2 separate regions of the Sus scrofa genome follow, and region 1 is linked to region 2. A link is a contact called in public HiChIP or PLAC-seq data. All regions are on one chromosome and are shown on one strand. The core of a region is the stretch at or near the end of the contact, and the rest is flanking DNA. Distances in the headings are between cores, read along the strand shown.

Evidence for each region. HiChIP or PLAC-seq counts read pairs in DNA pulled down with a chosen protein or histone mark.
Region 1: an H3K27ac HiChIP or PLAC-seq map of alveolar macrophages shows a contact between it and region 2. The contact joins the enhancer-like site here to the promoter of RFTN2 in region 2.

What each region holds. Positions count from the first base shown.
Region 1 is chr15:101,935,197-101,938,238 of Sscrofa11.1, forward strand. The region is part of intron 5 of PLCL1 (inactive phospholipase C-like protein 1); the gene reads left to right. Among named protein-coding and RNA genes, the nearest start is that of PLCL1, 310 kb to the left of the region's middle. Within about 2 kb of position 1,350, at least 3 of the 83 cell types and tissues checked have an H3K27ac peak or open chromatin away from gene starts, as enhancers often do. A contact at or near this core is called in alveolar macrophages, where this site is marked.
Region 2 is chr15:101,499,529-101,502,957 of Sscrofa11.1, forward strand. RFTN2 (raftlin-2) reads right to left here and starts at 1,398. Exons shown (of 9, transcript XM_021075725.1): 1 at 636-1,398. The coding sequence starts at 774.

The DNA of each region.
Region 1 (3,042 bases), core at 100-2,599, 440 kb after region 2:
TAAAAAGCATTATGATTTGGCAGAGGATAAAGAATACATGTCCTTGATAAAAGGACAAGTCTGTACCAGATGCAATATGGCTGTCATTGGGCTGCAGGTAATGACAGGCACATAGAAGGCAGTATGAATGGTGCCCCTGGAGCTGTGCAATACAGGACCAGATGTCACAGCAAACCACTTGCTTACTGCAATTCTCAGCACTGTGGCCATTAGGCAGCTGAAGCCGTTTTTGTGATCAGTTTACCCTGATTTTTGAACTTTTATTATTGTATCTATGCTCTTGTTCCAGATTTTTTGTAGATTTAATTTTTGGATGAATCAAGGAACCAATAATTTAAGCAATAGAATGAGTAATTTCTTAGAGTGAAACCTTACCAAGCAAATTACAGAATGAATTTTTAAAATATCCTTCTAATATTAGTAATTATCTCTATATATAGCCTTTGTCTGCTCTGGGGTTTGGGGCATCCTACATCTTTCAAGCCACTGTAAGTAATCTTTTTGAAATGGAAATAGTATGAGTTGGTGGAGCAGAGGTTTCTATAGAAGCTCCTTTGTGTGTTTGGCTTACAGCACTCATGAAGTTGGATTTCAGCGTTCTTAATTATACAAAGAAAGTTAATTTGATATATTGGAAATTTTAAACAGCTTTTTTTTTTTTGTTTGTTTGTTTGTTTGTTTTTGGTCTGTGTGTATGTGATGATGACCAACTGTTACAAAAGTTTAATTTGAAGTACAATTAATTACCTTTGTCACCTTCCTAAAGGTTGATGTTACTCTTCTTTCCTTTCTTGTTAGATCTGTTGACATAGAGGCAGATGATCACTATAATGGGAGAGAAAGAGCAGAAACAGGAAAATTGACAGGCGGTGACTTAACTGTTGTACTGAATGGTGCTTTTGTCAAAATGACTGCAAGATAATTCTTAGGATACCAGTCTTACCACACACACCTAAATTCATGAAGCCTTCCATAGTTGAATCATATTTTTAAGGTTTAGCTTGGGGGTTTTCTATTATTCAGCTCACTGGTGTTGAAGCAATTTTGTTGACATTTTCTGTAAGTGGATTATGCTCACAGTCATTTGCCCAAAGCAGACAGATGGCTTCTTAAACGGAGAGCACCCTCGCAGAAACCTAGCTTATGATATCTTCAGAAATATAACACAGGTCTGTCACAAAAGATAATGTTTGTCATTAATTTCTTTGGGTGACAGATGATTTCAGTTCATTTTTTGTTTCTCATCTGGCTTAAATGAAACAGCCGTTTGAAATGTTTTATTCCCATAGTGAGCAATGCTTCCGTGTTTTACACTGAACAATGTTGTAACTTCTCAATTACAAATAAGAAAGTCCAACTTTTGGAGGGGAGAGGATGACGCATTCTGAGGTTCGCCAAGGAAAATTCCCACATCAGTGCAATTGTTTCTCTTTTTTACTTTAAACGTTAGGTGATTTTTCATAGGCCAATGGGCGATTAATCCTGAATTTTATTCTCAACAGTATATTCCCCCTGACTTTGTCAACTTGTCTTTGTTAAACTTCAAAGTACTTTATGTTTCCTCACATTTTGGAAGGTAGAATACAGTAGACATCTATAACATTGTCATTTTTGACAGTGAAACATTGCATTTACTGAAAGCTTTAAATTTTCCCTTTATAGAATAACAGTAATAGTTAACAATTATTAGAGTTTACCATGTATGCCAGGCATTGTTCTAGATGATTCATATGTATTATCTCTCTTAATCTTAGAATACACCTAGAGATGGGTACAATTATCATAGCCATTTTATGGATAAGCAAACAGGCATCTAATGACCTTGCCCAATGCCCAAAAGCTAATAATCAGTGGATTTGAACCCAAGTAGTCTGACAGTGCAAGTGACACTATAATTTCACCTATTAGAATAGCAACATGGTTACAGTTCACAGCCTATAGGGCAGATTGTTACTATATGACAGAAATGTGGGATCCTTAGAACCAGATGAATTCCTTCATCACTCCTGGAGTGCTGGTTCCGCTCAGCTTGTGTGTAACATCTGGGGCAGCCATCTAAGGTGGGAGGTTTTTAGGGGTCTCTGAGTCCTGCAAAGAGAAGCAGAATCCTTGGATCTGAGAACTAACTGATGAATTTTCACATTAATAGCATTCTTTAAAACATTCAGCGGGTACCTGTAATGAATTGATTCATTTATAATCTTCTTTTTTGGATCTGATCTATTAGGGCTTACAATGAGATCCTAAAAATGAAAAACAATCATCTTCTCCACCCTTTCTCTACTCATGAATCTTCTATCATTACTTTCGTATTTCAGTCTTCTGAAAACTTGGCTCAGATTAAGATTATTCAATTTTTCCCAACACTGTACTCATATTGAAGACATAGGTCAGACATCGAAGTTTGAGTGCTAAATCAGTATTTATGCCTAGGACATTCAAGAGGTCCTATTACAAGATTTTTTTCTTTTTTAAACCAAATTAAGTCTTAAGCTATTTTCTTCTTTTCTGCAGAAGCTTTCTTCTTCTTCTAAGATCTATTACATGACATGTGCAACATACAATGTAATGCACTAAATACAAAGAAAAAAATCATGAAGTGAAGAAAAAGCTTCTGTTTCCTAAAATTACTAGTTATTTCCTTCTTATTTATTTTCTGTTTGAACCTGAGCAATATATTTATTTAGCTCTCTTGAGTCCATTTTTCTACTTCACTATGGTTTCTTATGTGCTTGCAATGGCATTTACATATTGAAATACATATTGTTTTGTTTTAAATGACCATTCTCTTGTTTCTCCCTTGTATTATAGCTAGGATACTACATTTACTTAATTTTTTTTTGTCTTTTTGCTTATTTCTTTGGGCTGCTCTTGCGGCATATGGAGGTTCCCAGGCTAGGGGTCGAATCGGAGCTGTAGCCACTGGCCTACGCCAGAGCCACAGCAACGCAGGATCCGAGCCGCGTCTGCAACCTACGCCACAGCTCACGGCAACGCTGGATCCGTAACCCACTGAGCAAGGGCAGGGACCGAACCCGCAAC
Region 2 (3,429 bases), core at 148-2,647:
GGGCTGCCATCTGGGCTTGTTTATTTGTGTTTCCAACTTTCTGGAACAGGGAGTTTCTCTGTTAGGCACCAAGCAAAGGAAGTGTCTTACAGAAGACTATTTTTTCCCCCCTTTTTTCTTTTTTACTGTATTTTCAAACTTCAAGTTTAGTTTGGTCAAAAATATCAAGTGACTAGCACAATCAGAACATTTAACCATAGCTGGAAACCTCGGAATTGTCTTAGCAAACACTCGTCTACATGATGCAAGTAATATTTCTTGTATGCTACCTTCTTGTGCCTTGCAGATCTTTTTTCAAAACACAGACTGTCATTAAGGGTATAGCTGTTTGGCTTGGAAATCAAATCTTTTTCATATATCCTTCTACAAATAAGCACTTGATTTAAAAATGAAAGACATATTTCCAAGAACTTTTTCTAATTTTATAAAGTACATAAGAACCAAATTTACAAAAAAACAAAGCAAACAAAACAAAAATCTTTCAGAGTGGAAGAAACAAAGCATTACTGTTAGATTGACTGTACAATCTGATTATGAAGGGCAGTTTAAAAATTCACGAACCAATACTTAAAAAAACCAGTAGTCCCTTATCTTTGAAATCTTTCATTAAACAAATAAAAAGAAGCAAAAAGTACCTTGTAAAGTAAAATCCAGCAATACATATTCGTAAGCAAATTCTGCCTTTGTTTCCACTTGCGGTCTCTTCAGGGTAGAAAATATTTTTCCAGGGCTGCTATCATCAGGGTCTTCTAGCTTTCTAAGTCCGCACCCCATGGCAAAATCTGTAAGGAATTAAATTGCAGGATAGGGGAGGGAGAGCAGCAAATTCTGTTGTTTAAGCTGCAAAAAGAAAGTTACAGACTTAACTGCTTTGATTTTTTCAGCTAAATCATAGATATTCAAAAAGAAAACATTTGAGTCCAAAGAAAGGAGCAGAAGACTTCTATCCATTTTTCTGTAAAGTCGTTGAACCCATGATGATTAAGCTACAGCTCCGGGAGGCTGGGCTTGCTCTTAGGAGAAACATGCAAGCTGCTACAACTTAGCGAAGAATTTCCATGCCACGTCAATTTACAGCCAGCCCCCTACCAGAGTTCTGTCGCTCAGGGCACCAACAGTGCTTTGTCTATCCCAGTTGGCTGGATGATAAAGGAGGTGTCCAAAAACGGAAATAAAAAGACAAAAGTGCAAATTAGATGGAATTATCTACAAGTAGAGGATATATTCAGACATAGTGGCATGCAATTCTTTTTCTGTTTTCTCTTTTCCCTTTTTCCTGTGCCCACCCCTCCTTCTTCCTAGTTACTACCAAGCAAGAAGGGAGAGAGAGAGACAGACAGACAGAGAGAGAGACAGAGGGAGACACAGACAGAGAGAGAGAGAGAGAGAGGGGTTGGGGGGGGGGGAGAGAGAGAGAAATAGAGGGAGAGAGAAATGGATTCTCAACATGGTTGGAAACAAAAATCATTTCCAGAAAGGAAGTCAGCTTTATGAGAAAACTGTTTCTGGAGTCTAAAAGGAGACACGTTAAAGTTAAAAAAAACAACAACCCACTTTTAGTTTTTAGATAGCTCTCTTCAGGATTTCTTTCCACATGAAGTTTCGTTTTTGCTGGAAAAATCATATGCTAGTTAAAACTGCCACATATAAAAGTTTGTATGAAATATTATAATAAAAGACTTCATTTAATCACAAAGGAGAGAGAGAGTAATGTGGGGTAATTAGTTTCCCTAAACTTCTTTAAGTTTAAAATACTATTAGAAGGTTTATGATAATAACTAATAAACACTTCCACAAGTCCCAGAGCATCCTTAATTAAAAGAAAACAACAACAAAAGTGACAATTTGATTCATTCAGTCTTAGAAATTGCCATTTACCTGAAGTCAAGAACAATTTATAATTGTAATGGGTATTTACTGCAATGGGTACTTTACTATTTACAGGTCAGGTAGAATGGTGCACTCATCAAAACTGGGAGCCCTGGAATCAGACTTCCTGGATTCAAATCCTGCCTCTAGTGCCAACTAGAGACGTGATATTGGGCAAGTTACTGGACCTCTTCAAGTTTCAGTTTCCTCCCCTATAAAATGGAGCTAATAATAGTACTTACTTCATAAGCGTGTTATGAAGGTCGAATGAGATAATCTTATCTCATATCTTAACAGTACGCCTGGTGAATACCATTAATTTGTTAATGTGCTAACATTATAAAACAGAGTTGAGAGTAGTAATAAAAAGGAAATGGTTCTGCCACCATTCCTGTTATTCACAAAATAAACCTTGATCACATTTCAGATTTTTAAACACAAGCCTGAAGAGATATTTTGGTTATATAGACGAGGTCACATGAGAACTCTCAAAGGGGGGTAGATTATTTAGTCTGTAGATTGATGTGACCGCTTGTCCCTTCCTTCTGCTTACTCGTCTCGAAATAGTTTACTTTTTAGAAATATTTTTAACAGAGGAAAATTTCATAGTCTCAAGGATGAGTGTGGTTGGTGGTAAGGAATTTTTGGGTAAATTTGGCTAAAAAGACAGCAGACGCTAACCTCGTGTGACTCATTTGACTATTCCTAGTGCTTTCATGGCTGTCATTTTTCATGTCCTCTTTTGTAAGATGGGCTGTGAGCTCCTGGATGGCAGTAGTAGAATATCTGAAGTTCACTTGTCCCTGTTGCCGTGCCTGGGAGATTATTTATTAAGTACTCATTATACTTAATAACTGCCTGCTATATTGGAGGCACAATATTAGATGCTGTCTGGGTACACAAGCTGACTAAACATGGCCTCTGCCCTAAAGACACTTAAGGCTTAAGGTGGAAGACATAAACAGATAATTTCAATTTGATTTGGTAGCTGCTAATATGGAAGTAAGCATAGGATATTATAGAAACCCAAGAAGGGGCTTCTAACTCGGTTTGGAGAATGCTGTCTGAGCTGTCTTGAAGAATGAATATGCATAAGAGAGATAAAAAAAAGGTGGGGAGCGTGTGCTAGGAAAAGGGAAAAGCATGAGCAATATCACAGAATCATGAAACTGTGGCATGAACTTGAAGAAACACAAAGCAGTTGAGATTTACTAGAATATAACATTTGAAAGAAGACTAAGCTATAAAGGAGGCAGGAGACAGTTAATGGGTTTTATATGCCACACAAAGGGAATTTTGATTTTATTTTATAGGTAACCAAAGAGAATCAAATAATCAAATGGACAAGTCAAAGGAGAAGCTTGACATAAGTTTGTGTTTTTGATGGGTTACTATGGCTGCTTTGAGGAAAATGGTCTTACTAAAAGCAAGAATAGGGGGAAGCCTGTTACTCAGGAGAGTATTGCAGTAGTCCTGTTGAGAACTGATGACTGAAAAAATGAATGAATATGGTGCATATATCCGTAAACAATTTCTTTTATCACTAGCGAAAGGAACTGC